2 separate regions of the Gasterosteus aculeatus genome follow, and region 2 is linked to region 1. A link is a contact called in public Hi-C data. All regions are on one chromosome and are shown on one strand. Each heading gives the region's core, a stretch centred on a gene start, on an enhancer-like site or on the middle of the called end of the contact. The rest is flanking DNA. Distances are from core to core; before and after follow the strand shown.

What was found. A called contact is a pair of places that touch in the nucleus more often than the background predicts.
Region 2: a contact with region 1 is called in a Hi-C map of liver, with 2.0 times the contacts expected there. The contact joins the promoter of LOC120824346 here to the enhancer-like site in region 1. A contact is called at or near these places in 2 of 6 Hi-C or Micro-C datasets (liver and skeletal muscle).

What each region holds. Positions count from the first base shown.
Region 1 is chr8:16,795,584-16,803,245 of fGasAcu3.hap1.1, forward strand. The region is part of intron 2 of cacna1ea (calcium channel, voltage-dependent, R type, alpha 1E subunit a); the gene reads left to right. Among protein-coding and RNA genes, the nearest start is that of cacna1ea, 15 kb to the left of the region's middle. Within about 2 kb of position 5,023, at least 1 of the 9 cell types and tissues checked has open chromatin away from gene starts, as enhancers often do.
Region 2 is chr8:16,852,758-16,860,419 of fGasAcu3.hap1.1, forward strand. LOC120824346 reads left to right here and starts at 2,823. Exons shown (of 63, transcript XM_078108096.1): 1 at 2,823-3,683; 2 at 4,956-6,128; 3 at 6,758-6,811; 4 at 7,251-7,370; 5 at 7,540-7,578. The coding sequence starts at 7,266. It overlaps LOC144411459 (a long non-coding RNA gene), which reads right to left and starts at 1,705. Exons shown (of 2, transcript XR_013468630.1): 1 at 256-1,705; 2 at 16-208. cacna1ea (calcium channel, voltage-dependent, R type, alpha 1E subunit a) reads left to right here. Exons shown (of 48, transcript XM_078108439.1): 48 at 1-1,310.

The DNA.
Region 1 (7,662 bases), core at 3,773-6,272:
CATTATTTGTACTGATCACAACCGGATCGGAGCACACAGTGTCAGTGTTTTTGTTAAGGCGCCAGGCACAAGCCTCATTATTTTTCCACCGGTACAAAGAACATGGTTTGGGTTTATTTTAATTTTTTTGTGGGAGACCAACTGAGACCAACTGGGTGTAGCAGGGCCATAACCAAATGGCTTTTTATTTTGCAAGCGGCTTGCCTCCATGAATGTTTGTATATCAATTCACATGATATCTTATACAGGCATGTCCCGGTCCTCAAAGGATGAACCCTGCCGAACTCGGTGATCTTGTGACTGTTTCTTCAGCGTCGGCATGAGGATTACATTTGCGGTTTCAGTGAAATGTCTTGGTTGGCTTGGTTTTTCATGAAGCTTTTGTAATGTGATAGTTCTCCTCTGGGTGAATTGTAATCACTTTGGTGATCCCTTCATTCCAGTCTACTGGCAGCACCAATACTTTATTTTTTACCAAGATACTTGCAGAAGACATTTCTAAGAGCCTTATGGTTGTACTTAAAGCTATATGTTTGTATGCTAATATGCTAAGCTAAGATTTTTTATGTTGCTCAAGGCAGAGCAGAGCTGCTACCTAGCTGCAAACCCTTGTTGTAGTCACAAGGTCATGGTTATAATGTTATCAATCTGGAAAGATACTACATAAATTAGATAAAATATGCATTTACATTAAGTTTGAATCTGGCTGCATCGCTCAGTGTTTGTCCGCCAACAAAGCGTGAGCTCTGAAACATCGCCTGCACACATGGCCTCACACCTTTGGTTCCTCGTCAACCTGTTGAGCTGCTTGTCGGACAGATATTCAGGAGAGAAGACTCTAAGATTTACAATCTTGGTCATTCACATATTCTCCCAAAGACTGCGTGAGTGTGTGATTGATGTTTCAAACAGAGCCATGAATGGGCATCAAGGCATGCAATCTAAATGTCATAAAAACCTGTTCGCTCATCTATACCAATTGCGCGACGGCACTCGTAGCTCCGAGCTACAGTTACTCAGTCCGAGGTCAATGGAGGATTTCTGAAAAGGTCATCTTAGGCATCTTTGCTTCTCCCATCAATGTTTTACTACTCAGGGTTTGACAGTTTACCAGGCCAGCCACCTGACTCTTTATAATCTGCTTCTCCTCGTACGCGTCTCCTTCTCCTTCATTATTGTCTCTCCCTCTCTGTGTCAGACAGACACCCAGCGCAGTTTAAATGTCAGAGCTGTTTGTCATAAGTGAATTATTGATGATGACATGCTGAAAAGCCACATTCAGCGGCACAAAACCATGTGTCTGTCAAACAATATGCAGAACGGAGAAGGCAATGTTATTGAGGGAGAATATGTGACGAGGTGAGGGGAGGTAATGTTTGCTCACTTGCTCGCTCCATAATAATGTTTTTGTTCATTCAAGCTGGCATATTTGTTTTGCGGCGAGGATGTATTTGTTTTGTACGGGGATGAAGACGGCGCGCCTCTCATTAAGTGATAAAGCGATACACTGCACCTCGCGTCCAGCCTCACATTCTGCTCTCTCTCCGTCTGTCTTCCCGTGTTTGGATGGCAAACCAGCAAACTGACACTGTTGATGACCATCACAGAGATGGAGAGAGATCATGAGTTACCAAGCTGTCGGATATGTCAGTCGGTGATGGCGTCTGAGTTTGGCTAAATTTGGCTCCGGGGTTTAGAATAGAGACATTGACGGGATGGCAGTTGGAAGTGCAGCAAAAAGAGACTGATACAGAGGGAAGTAATATGAAACTCAGTTTTGTTCTTATATGTTGTCATTTATTATCGATTTAATAGCGTTGATAATTGATTGCTCTGATTGTGGCGTAGTCTTTGTCCTCGTTGGTTTTGATGATCAACTTCAAGACAATATTGATGAAATACAGTTGTGTTTAAAAATAGCATATACTTTATTGTCGTATTGTATTATCACAATGCCACTATATTGACCTTTGTCGAAATGCCACCCCTCCCTCTCATTGTCCCCACGTACCTGCCAAAAGACTGTTGTCACTATCAGTAAAGGTAAAAATGGTTTCAGCTAAATGCCAGCGTTAGCATAGCAGCATTGACAAAGCTAACAATGCTTATGTTTAGTAAGAATACTTCACAATCCACATATTAGTTTAGTGTTTTAGCATAGTTGCTAATCAGGGCTAAGAACTGAGCAGAATCTGATTATATTTGCAGACATTTGGACATAAAAGTATTGGAGAAAAAATTAACCTGATGATGAAGATATCACCAAAGTGGTTACATTTCCTCTTTAGGGGGACGTCACAATAGCTGTTTATACCCAAACCACAAATCCTTTTGTGATACGATGGAACTCAAACATCCCAAAAGTCATTATCATTCATTATCTGGGAGTCAACAAAGTCCATTCAAGCGATTGTGGCACTTTATCTTTAAGATGTCGAGATCATCTCCATGCTCCCTTTGCATGTTCCCAATTCTTTCAGTATCCCAGCACTAAATGTTACTGCCATGCATCTCTGGGCTCGTGCTCTGCTAAATAACACCAGCGACGTATCCTGAGGGACCTTGAAATATGGCCTCCGGTCGTCCCATTCAACACTCCACGACAGCCGCCCGCTTTCTCATTTACTATTGAACATTCCCACTCAGATGGGCAGAGACCGAAAACAGGACTATAAATGAGTATGGTTCGCAGATACTTCTCACATTTATTGTCTGTTTAATAATTAATAAGATGATAGATCTGCTGAACTCACTTGCTTCGAGCAATGTCTTGAAATGATGTATTGGCTCTGTGTTTTATGGAATTTTCATGTTATTTCTGTGTGAGAAAGGTCTGAAGAAGTGAAGCTAGGTATTGACTGTAATTCTGGAAATTAAAGGAGAAAACCTTGTGAGGAACACAGCGCGAGATCCATGTTTCTCAGATCATTGGAACACTTGATTAAGAATCCATTATTTATTGACTTAGAAGCAGCCTATCAACCCCTGTCAAAATAGGAACTGATTCATGTTAGATCATTATTTACCTTGATTTACTGACTGAAACAGATTAACGTTGCTGGAAAGATACATTTTTCTGAGAGGCTGGTTCGCTTTTCAGCTTCTGCCAGGAAAAGAAGCACTCTGTGTTGACCTCCCACTCTGCCCTTTGGTATTAAACCATTTTGCACAGGAAGCAATGGGCCCTGCCAACACATACAAATAAAACACCCTCATGTAATGATGTTTGGCCAGAGAAGTTACACCTTTAACCTCCCAAAGACACACACACACTTAAAATTGGTTCTGGCAGGAAGTTATTCAACCTTTGATTGTCAAGTTGCAAAAAGGTGAAGTTATAAATCTAGAACTACTGTCACGGTGTGGTGCACTTCCTGTCTTATTTTGTAGTTTTCTGCCACTCGTGTCCCCGGGTAACTTCACTTCCTGCCTGGTCCTGTCATCCCCTGTGATTGTCGGATTGTTTCCACCTGTGTCCAATCACCTGCACCTCCCTTGTGTATTTAAGCAGTGTGCGTTGTTTTTCGTTTGTGGAGTCATTGTCCTTAGTCACGGATGTTCCTGTATATCGTCTTGATGTTCCGCTTTCCTGCCTGCCTCTTTTCCCCCGGTTTGTGTGTGTGTTTTTGCCTGTTGGCGTTTTGCTTTTGCCTTTTTGACTATTAAAGTCCTTTTGCTTTCAACGTCTGCGTTTGATTCCTACCTTCCTACCCAACCCTGACAACTACAATCATATCACATTTCAGAAAATATTATTTCTCATGAAAATGCTGCAAATAAAAAACATTACTGCCTGTTTGGCAAAAATGTTATAATTCATTATTTTGTCAGGATTTAGAACTGTATTAAGGTTCATTTCACCACTCCAGAACAAAACTTTAATACTGACTTTACCCCCACTGTGTGTGTGTGTGTGTGTGTGTGGGGTAAGTCTGCATGTTCATGTGTGTGCGCGTACGCTCAAACTAGCTGAGCTGTCATGTGCTTCTTTCAACATTAAAGCCCTGACACTAAAGGGGATGCATGTGCGCCCCGCCATAGACCTTGAATTCACTCCCGTTCGTTTATTCAAAGCTCCAGATTTGAATATCAAAGATGATTGTGATGTGCTCCGAGAGTTCAATGCTGTTAGCTTATTGGAGCAAATAATACCTTTGTAGTACAACAGGATTTATTTCAGTCACTGATGCTTTCAAGCCAAATGGGCTTATCACGAGGGCCTTAGCTGTATCTAATAGCCTTTTTTGGCCGCCCTATTGTGACATTACAATTTGGTAGTGGGTTGGAATATGTGGCCAGCATCACGACACCCACATTAACTTTTGATGGCGACCTATGCAGGGAAACAAGCCAGAGACCCGCCCCAAAACGTGTGAGCGAGATATTCATCACATCCATTCCACAGCTCTCAAAACCAGAGGGAGCCCAAACGCTGCAGCTATGTGACTTATGTTGCTCCAGGAGGGTAGTATGTATTACAAATGGGTAGAAGGCTGCTGGGTAAGCAAACTGAGTCATCATCAATATCCAACGTGGCAGCCAACTACTGCCTCAACGTGGTGTCTGTGACCTCTAGTGGAGCTGCTGAGAACTCATTCATGCATTCATAAGACACATGGATGTTGTAGCCCGTGGAGTAATCATCAGTTTGTACGATGATGCCGTTTAAAATAAATGGGTAAACGCGGGCATCATAATCCAACCGGAAGGATTTGTCAAAGACAGGGAGTGATTTAGACGGATTTTCCCGAATTATTCGAGCAGATGCACAATGAGAACAAGGGGGACATATCGCATATGTAAAGCTCTTTTTGGAGTTGGATCTGGCACGCGTAAACATCGATGGAGAGAAGCAGTGGCTGAGACTGCAAACACACAAAGAGCTGATGAATCATTGCTTCATTTTATTCATCTCAAGCCACGATGCTTGTTGGATGAGCGTGGTTTTGCCCTCCAGAGGCCACTCGTAATCCACAGTCTTAGTGATTCACTGCAGCTTCAGTCGAGCTCGTCTGCACAGTGTGTTCTCCAGACCAGAGCAGCTGCCACTTAAGAAGCCATTAGGTAATGATGTGGGGAAAGTCTGTCCTGTAGAGTGAAAATTCAAGCCAATCAGTGTCCGCCGAGAAAGTCTCAGTAATGTGAGTAAAGTGTCAACCATCTGCTTACGACTGGCAGGCTTATTCCTGGCTTTTCTTGATTAACCCACCTGCTTCCCACCGTTTGTTTTGCACTGTGTTGCTGAAACCTGGAGTGAAAAAGGTCTCCTAAAGTATTATTTACGTTGAACAATAAAACTACAGTTCAAGGGGCTTATTCTGAAAATGCATGTTTTCCTCCCTTTTTAAGGTTTTTTCACATGTGTTGTTTGTACAATAAATAATAATAAATTGTACCCTCATAGCAAAAGCTTGCATTGTAAAAAGGGAAATCACAAAAGTATTTAAATGATTAGGGTTAATGTTATTACTGTGGAGCGTAATTTGGGGGTCCTGAGGGCTTCCGGTGGATGGAAGGAGAGAGGCGGGTCTGGATAGTTCCTTGGAAATCCATCATGGGCCTGGGGGAGTGAGGAGGCGCAGTAAACAGCAGCTGAGGGGCAGACTGAGCTAAATAAAAAAACAACTGAGGCCACTGTTACATAAACATACATATTCTTACATTTTACAGTTATCAGGCAGTACAATCAATTGTAAGACATTGTCCTCTCAATTGGTTGAACTGCCAATATCCAAACAGAAAACAGAGATTTGGGAATTTAATTTTGTACATTAAATAATGTAATACGTCTGTTTGTCACTAGATGGAGATAACTGCTTAGCAATAGCATCTTCCATCACATTTGACTATTCAGCAAATATGCAGCATTAGACATGATTTAGGGTACATAATGTCATAGTTGTGTTAGTACACATATGAATTAGTTTCATACTAACATACAGAAGCATCTTTGGTGTTTTAAACAATAAATATTAGCTGTAAGTGTCTTCCCCTGCGCTATAATGGATCTAGATGCTAAAACCTAAGTGGCCCCACAATGATATTCACATTCAAGATTTTTTGGGATGTTGTACCAGAGAGACAAACATTAGGCAACATTTTTCAATAATGAAAGTCAACAGTTCACCACAGAGGATTCATTACACGGCCAAAGACCCAGCTAATTAGTTAATAATGTTGCAAAATTCTAAATTAAGTAGCTTAAATTGATGTAATATCTCAGACAGTCATAAAAATGTCTGCGTTGATGCTTGTTTTGTTACCTGGTTGATGATTTTAGCACACCCTTCACTGTCTAACTGTTGCATCGACCTCTCCAAACTGAAACCAGGTTAACAACATGCGTGTACCGGGGTCGTTCGCTTGGAGACAACGATCATAACTCAGCCCTGCTTGGGGAACAGGGATTTAAATAGCTTATTCCATAAAATCTAGGGTTACGGCGACAAATTATCAGCACGGAGAATAGGGGCATGTCAGATCAGTTGCTAGGAAACAAGTAGGAGGAAGACAACAGTCGTGGGCAGAAATCTGGGTTGGGTCGAGAGTGAGAGAGCGAGAGATTGATTCAGGCCAAGAAAGCAAGCGGCATTGCTGCTATTTCCATGCAACGTCCTTGCAAACGGACAACTATTGATTCTGCCACGCCCAATTGTAATTATTCCCATTTTCTATGATCAAGGTCTCCAACGTGAAGCCCGGAACTTCATTTTGTGGTTCTTGCAGAGCTCATTGTTAACACACACCCGGACACATGCTGAGCCACACATACACTCGCTCACACATGCACAAAAGTGCTCTCATGGTCCAAACCATTAACATCTCAATGAAGCTAAATATAGTCCGGTCTCCCAGTCCCTTCATCTTAGCACATCAATAGCTCTGGCTTTTGTGTCCTTCTGTTCGGGCGGAGCTTTCGGGTGTCATGTTGAATTCTGGGGTCTGGCCGATGGCACAGTGACCCAGCACAGCGGTTAAATTGGGCAACTTCGTAGATTTACTTTGTTCTTTTTCTTTTTTTTAGCATCACATGATACACATACAAGTAGATAAATTACATCATAGCACTTGACGTATACGGCCACTACAGATAAGTAGCTGTTGTTGGAGGAGAGTAATACTCTAATAGTTTTTAGTTACTCTTAACTAGTTAGATTGAATACAGTTGTTTGAGCAGCTCGACCAATGGGCTCATCCACGTCTCCAACTGCGCTTCAAGCACATTTTCTACAGGAAATATTGCGTTTTTACATTTGCCAGGATGATCAGGTCTTTTCTAACTCAATATTTATCCGTAATTCAGACTTTCAGCGGCAGCATCCATCAGCCTCACAGACAGACGGCGTGAACCGGTTATCCTTCGTGCAGGTGCATTTCTGTAAATTGAATAAATTGTGTGACGGCCCCGATTGCGCGCTGGGTTCATGGTGCTCTCTGGTGCTCTCTGGCTCCGGGGCTGCAGACCTGTTTGAACTAATCAGTGACAGGGGACACACCTGTGCTCGTGGTGACGCACACACGTTGTGTCAGGCCTGCGAGTCTGAGGGCAGTTCACATTATTCACCCCCCTTTACCGATGGCTCCCATTTATTTGTTTGACGTGTTTTGATTATTTTGTGGTTGACAAATTACTTTATTTGTCAGCGTGCCGTTTCTGTGCGG
Region 2 (7,662 bases), core at 1,573-4,072, 55 kb after region 1:
TGTGAAAATGATTCTGAAGAGCTGCAGAGTACGAGATGTCTGGTCTCAAGATACTGCACCACTGATTTTGTAAAATATCACCTTCTGACATTTTTTTTAATCATTGGACCAAAAGTGAAGATGTTTAAAGATCAGAAGGACTAAAAGTGTCTTTTGCGGGTCAGTCATGATATCAAGATGATGAGACTGGACCAGAGGGGACATCACTCTGAATCAGTATTCTGCATCTGCTGAATGGACGATAACAACTTTAGCCTGAGGTGCAACCATCTGCAGGACAGACAGCCTGCATGAAGGAAAATGGATGTTCCGCCCACGTGGTGTCAGAGAGGCGACTAAAGCCATTTTCTTCCGGTACAAAGATCCAGGGGCGTGTCTTCTTCGGGATGTGTTGCCTTCCTCCACGTGATGACAAAACGTCAATATCCTTTTAACATGTGATGCAACATGGATGCTAACACACAAAAGGAACAACAGGCAGAGTACGATTTGTCTTTAAGTTGCCATGTTGTTTCAGTCACATTGTGTATGCATCGATCAGTAGAATCAAGCAATCATAGTATTTTCTGTGCTCTAGAGTTCTTGTGATTTTTATGCATGGTCATGGTGAAAGAGGTATGTGTTTAAGGCCCGCCTGATTGTTCTAATTTTGTATGTATCCATGATATTAAATGTGATTTAAAACCACCTCACCAACAGAATAATGACAGAACCACAGGCGGATGAATTCTTTTTTCAGTCCCTGCTTCCATTGTCGAGATCTTTGGACATTCCATCTTTTCATCATCTGCTGTTCCCCTTAAATAAGATGTGTATTTATATCACCTGCTGTTGTGTTGTTGTAATAGGTTGAGTTTGACGTGTTCCGGAAATGTGAACGCAGGACTTATGAGAAGTGAGGGTGCAGAAGCCAGACAACGTCACACGCCCCTGCTGGAGTCCCAATAAAGATGTTCTGGACTGAAAAATATGTATTTAAGCAGAGATTCCACCTTTTGTCGACTACGAAGCTCGATTCTTACAGTACGCAGGTTATGTTAAGGCTCCGGTCTGTAGTTCACAGGGCCGTGATCAACATGCAGCTGAGGACGTAACCTTGACAAAGACGTCCCTGTCAAGCCTGGATTTAATAGATAACAGAAGCTTTCTGGTAAATCAATAAATTAGAATAAACTGTAGAAGATAAATCCATGTTTCATTTATTGCGCCCTTTATATTTCATATGAATCATGATGCCTGTCAAGAACTTTAACAACAGAAGTGTTTCCATATGTGTTTAAAGGACTATTAAAAAAAGAACTAACCCCAAACCCTGTACTGACTGATATTGCTACCTTTAAATTATATATATTTTCTTTTTTTTAAATACTTTTGGGAGAATTATTGCCTTTATTGGAGATTTGTTAATAAATATGGTAGAACATGGTATACCTTTAATCTCCGAGGCCAACGGAAATTTTAGACAACTTACAAGTAAATGTGCCTCAATAGACCAATTTGTTGCCTGACATTGACATACCTGCTTTAGTCAAATAAATCAATTTCGAGTATTCTTTAAGTGTGAATCTTGTTAGAAATTAGTCATTAATAAATGTCATTAATAATAATTGTAGTGCTTTTGCAGAAGTGGGTCTGTTACCGCTGTTGAACATGCAGAAGATGACCAAGTGGGTCCAGCATGTCACATTGTCCACACTGTCCCTAGATCTGTAAGTAACACTAATTAGGCTCAACACAGGAAAACAGATTTCCTCTCAGGGGACATTGGTGGGTAAATAGGGTTAAGTTTCACTGATACGGGAACAGGAAGTTGTGTTATCTAAGGCGGCCCTCCACTTCACACTGTCCCAAACTATATGCTTTTTCTCTACTATTCTAACAACTCACACACAATCTTATCTCACCAGGCTTGGCGGGAATAAAAACCTTCTTTTCTAACAAAGACCATATATCATTACAGTTATGTGTTGTACGTTCATGTAAAGCAAAACTCAACTGCAAATTTGTTTTGCTCCAGATTAATCTTTAATTTCCACAGCGCTGACAAGGTCGTGCGAGACGGCTAACCTGTTTATCTAGGGAAGGTTTTTCTTTCCATGATGTGTCGGATGAAAGGATTTAGCTGAAGGCTTTGCTGTCAGACTTGACCTTGACTGTTTACACACACACACACACACACACATACACACACACACGCTGTTTAATGCCGTCTGAATCTGTCGGCTTTGTGATACAGTTTGCATTCACATGCGAAGTGGCTCTCTGTGAGAACAGTCTTCAGTCCCTCTGTGATACCTCATCTTTGGACTTAAAATCTACACACACCTATATTCTCATCTCACGTCCGTCAACGTCCAGTGAATGAGTGAAAGAACAAACGTGCCCTGTGAGCGCGTGTGAGAGACAGAGAGAGAGCTCTGTATGTGTACATGTATTTGTGAATGGGCTAACGTCTACATGACAGTTTTCCAGACGAGCAGAGTGTGCTGATGCGTCTGGGTCAACGTTGGTCAGGTGAGTTGCAGGAAGGGGAGGGGCTTTCTCAGCAGGAGGCGGAGCTGAGAGTCTTCACTGTCGTCAGTGCCATGGTGCACTGGTCATGTTTGCAGTAAACCTCTCACAGATGTGCCCCACAGATGTGCTGCTGCTGCTCTTCTGTGGGACGGACTGGGGCCCCGCCTCTCCTTCTGCGTCCCTCCATCCGGGCTGCAGCTGCATCTGGACCGCCTACAGGACAGCGTCCCCTTGCGCCTCGGCCCGGGACGGCCAATCCAAAAACATTTGGGCCCGACGCTGCCGGGAGGCGGTTTGCGTCCTGACCACACAAAACCCCTTTACCGTAAGACACAACCTCACCCGTCACATCGCTCTCCGGGCAGCAGCTTCTCGCTCTTATGATCTCAGTGTCACATTCCTCACCTGGGCCACACTCCTCCCCTCCCGACAGGAAAACCAAAAAAGAAGAGGAGGGAGGGTTCAAAGTGAAGATCAACAGCAAATTAAGCATCTCACAGTCATTAGTTGGAGGGAAAAAAGGGACCTTTTAGATGGTGTCTTCCAAAGAATACAACATACAACATACAAATCTACAATGCAAGTGTTCCTGCTGAAGAAGAGGAATAAAACTAGAATGAAAAGAGGTGAATGAGGATGGTGAGCTTGTCCCTCATCCACAGCTCAGTGACAGTTGTCTTTCCCTTTTCCTTCACCATCAATCTGCCCCGACAACAAAGGACCTACACCTACTGTAAAGACCTACTGTAAAGACCTACTGTAAAGGAGCGTCCCCCGTGGACAACACACATAAGTGTCTGTTGCTCTTCACACTCCTGTTCCAACCTTCTGAGTTCCAAGTGGTGGTGACCGAACGGTCTGGCGCTGTGTTGCCACAGGAAGCAGGCGAGCTAGTGTGTGCGTGTGTGTCTGTGTGTGCAGGTGTGTGTATGATTGCATGAGAGTTCACCAGGGTGACCCAAGTAGTCCGTCTGTTGTTGGTCTGTTTGTTTCTATGTGCTGTAAACGTGCAGGTCAGCGCTGGGCTCGTCCTCCAGGGAAGGTGTGTGCTTTTCCCGTTGAGCACCTGAACTTAAGTGTGCGGAGCAGCTGCTGTCGGAGGAGTCCAGGAGAGACGTTAACCAGGAGCCATGCGGAGCGCTGTGATGCTGATACTGCTGCTCAGCGGCGTAAGTCTCTCCATCCTCACTGTCTATTCAAAACGTTAAAAAACTGATAAACTTAAAGATTAGCCGTCTTTATTTTTTGCTTTTTTGTGATCAGAGAGCTTTGAAAAACTTTGAAAAACTTGATTTCTATTACATCAACATTTATTGGAATTGTTGTCTTTAAATCACTTTTTTCTTTTGCTATCTGGAAACGCAGTGTGAAAAGATATAACACATCTTCTCACGAGCTTAGAAATCATAATGGACTGTCTTATCTTCAGTTTTCTTTTCGATGGCATGTAATGAGGTTTAAACGTTTTCCTGTAAATGTTGGCACTGCGATTGAGTTTCTCTACGAGTTTCTTAAGAAGGGACATGCTGCATATTAGCTCGCATATTCCTGAGTCGGGTTCAGGGGGCTTCTTACGTGTGCATGTGAGAGGATGAAAGGCAGGAGAAGATTTTCACATCAAAGAGTAAATCTCTTAAAATACTGTGTGGAAAATGTCTTTGTCGCTTTGGGAAACTGAACAAAGATCAATTTAACCCTTAACAACTCAAAAGCAGTGATGCATGGAGTTACAATTTAGTTTTCATCTTTTTTTCACAATATAGTTACTGGCTAAATTATATTGGTAGTTATTCAGTCAGAAGATTCAGAATCGGCTTGGTGATATCTGCATGTTTTCCCTCCATTACTCATATTTTTCCTGTTTATAGAAAAGGCTTTAACCAAAGCACAGTGGGACCACTGGTGTTGGAGGCCGGGGGAAATGTGTGTGTCGGATTTTAACTGATAATTAAAATAATTAATAATTAAAACTGACTCATAATTTTTTGGCACGGTTAGCAATGCATTGACAATTTATGCTTTTGGTAAAGCTTTTTGTATTGTCACTGTCTCCGCTCAATTTCCAACTAAAACAAAAAAAGTCTTGTCCAGAATCCAGGGCAGATTAGTGCGACGACAACTAGACAGTTTTGTTTTTGACCTCAGCCACAGCCGCTCTTTGTGAAACCGTGAAACAGGTGGAGCTTTGCTGGGAATTATCCGAGCTCACTCAACTACAAGCAAATAAACAGGCAGTTCGGGGATTTAGCAATTACAAAAGTTAGTTCGCACACACCCACACAGTCTTATTAGAACAGGTCTTATTAGGAAGAATGAGTGAGTGGATTAATCAATAGGGCTGAAAAGACGTGGTAATTACAAAACATTCCACAATGTATTTCATATCTCTGCTGCTTTGCATAATGAGTAATATTTTCCCCAATTTCAACCCTTTCACCCAGGAGATTGCTGCTATAAACGAGGTGACCATTAGGCCGGAGACCCGAGTGTCACCCGGAGCAACTAAAAACACAACTCTACAGTCTGGTCCCACTGAGGGGACACCAGTGAGCAATACCTCCCCCCTGAGGACACATCCCGATGTCGAGGTTGTGCACGCCGAAGCTGTAGCGGAAACCCAGCCGGACACAGACACTCAGATTATAAACTCGACCGGTGGAGAAAAGGACAAACCGACGGCTCCAGGTGCCGATGTTGAACCACAGCCTACGTCTCGAAATGGAACTGAGCAGTTTCCTGATGCTCGCCTTGACATACTAGGAGCAATGGAGGAGCCTTTGAGCACTGAAGGAAGCATCGCAGCCAAGGCTCCTTCAGTACACACACTTGAAACTGCTCATCAAGCGATCGAGGAAAGTGCTGACACAGCCCTTTCAAGCCTTAACGTTCCACCTGAGAACCCTGAGGGTGTCTCATCAGAAGCTGCAAGTACAGCAAGTCCGGAGATTGCTTTCCCTCATGGGCCACAGTCTGCTACGAGATCTCCTCATGTCTCAGGTCCCGTCACAGAACCTGGGTCAGTCACTTCCATCGCGTACCCTTCATCCGTAAAGGAGGGAAGAAAGGAGGCACCGCCGCTCGTCATTATACATCCAGTTTCAGTAGATCCAGCTGCTGAACTCTTAAGACATACAGGAGGAAATCTAAAGGAGAACTTTACAGCGCCTCAGAAAGGTCCAGCTTCAAACCCGACTGTTTTAACCTCCACAGTCCAAAGCGGAGAAGCACCAAGTACCAGGAACACGGAGGGGCAGATGGGCAATGTTTCAGCCGGCGCGATGAAAGAAAAAGATGAAATGCATGACAGGTCGCAAACTGTCTCACCCAGGACAGAAATATCATCACGAGCGCTTCCAGGTGAAGAGCAGGTGAGTGGGACATAGACAGAGACACATTCAGAGGAGGAGGACGACTCGGGAAGACGTCATGATAATGACACGGCGTTTTCTGAGGCTTACGACGAGTCCACTCCTGATCGGTTCGGCGCTGAAGGCTCTTTAATCAAATCAGAGACCGAATCCCCACAGCGGTCTGTTGAAGCAGCCAATCAGCCGCCTGCATACGCGGACAGACGTCAGGGGGCGGGATTAACACCTGGGATACAAAGTCAACGGGTAAATCGTTGTTTACATTTTGTGGTATCTGTGTAAATGATCATTACCAACAATCAAAGCTGCATTTCACGTTTAGTCATTTTTGGCGTTATTGTTCTTGATACACTTTAAACGTATTCACAGTGACTTTGAGTTTTAATAACATTATTTATAAACAAACTACACAAGACATTTTAATCACATTTCTGTGATATTCTTATCTCATTTTCTGTCATGACCTTGGATGAAATTGAGTTTGCGCGGAGCTAATTGGATGTCTGAGATGGTAACATATATCCGTGTCCTTTCTAGCACCTATAAAAACATGCAAGTATCTGTGTGTGTGTGTGTGTGTGTGTGTGTGTGTGTGTGTGTGTGTGTGTGTGTGTGTGTGTGTGTGTGTGTGTGTGTGTGTGTGTGTGCGCGTGTGTGTGTGTGTTTCTGTCTGGAATTCTCAACTGAAGAGTATAGTGTTTTGTACCATAAGAAAAAAAAAAAAATTTGATGAGTCAGAATTCAGATGAATTCGGATATCTTACGCTCTGGTTTAAGTGTTCTCGTTCTATACAGCTTGTAGTCCTAATGGGTTTTATTGTTTTTGCCAGCAATGCTTGTCCACATCTGACTGTTCTTCCTCGCTCTTTCATCAGGGGTTGCAGGGTCCACCCGGACGTTCAGGACCACCGGGGCCTAAAGGAGACAAAGTACGACATGCAAATCACACCTTGAATCAACAAACTGTCATTTGAGTTGAATTGCTGTTGCTAAAAAGATGTGTGTCAAACATACTGCACAATGCTGCACCCGGTTAAGTGACTTGTACCCCAGGAGTATCTCTGCACGTGTCTTGGGGGAGTGTTACATGGTGGTTACGATGTGGTGTCCTTTTATGAAGTCAGCTACAACACCTGCACACTTTTGGAGTGTACAATAACTTCAACCTGTAACGTTGATAACACATTTTTGGCAGCTTTTTGTGGATTCTCCCACACCCTAGTGGTCAAAATCTGAGCCTTGAATGATCAATTGCAAATGATAAAGAAAGATTTCTATTACCGTTCACATTGATCAAAGTGTAGAAAGTGTTATTTTGACTCATTCTGTGTTTTACCCGTTCTAGAGACATTGTTTCTGTCCCCTCAGGGTTATCAAGGCGTTATGGGCCGGACCGGGCACACCGGGTATCGGGGCCCCATTGGTCCTCCAGGGATACCTGCTATTGTTGTATTTAAAACCTCTGAGGAAGAGTGGGAGGCTTTCAAGGTACAAACGGGTTTCAATTTTAAGTTTAGTTCATATTGTTTTGCTCATAAGGAAATGTGTTATGTTGTTTTGAAGTTTGATGAATTCAATGAAAATTGGTTTGAGGATAATTCCTTCAAAAGAATTTGTAAAATATAAAAAGTGTCTTGTCTTTGTCATATCATTGCAGAAAAAGAAGATCTATAAAAAGTTGGTTTCTTCATGGCCGGTGGGTGTTTTTCCAATTTCTTTCGATAGAAAATGTATTATATATGTTTTTTTTAATTTTCATTGTAAATGAAATCTTGTTTCA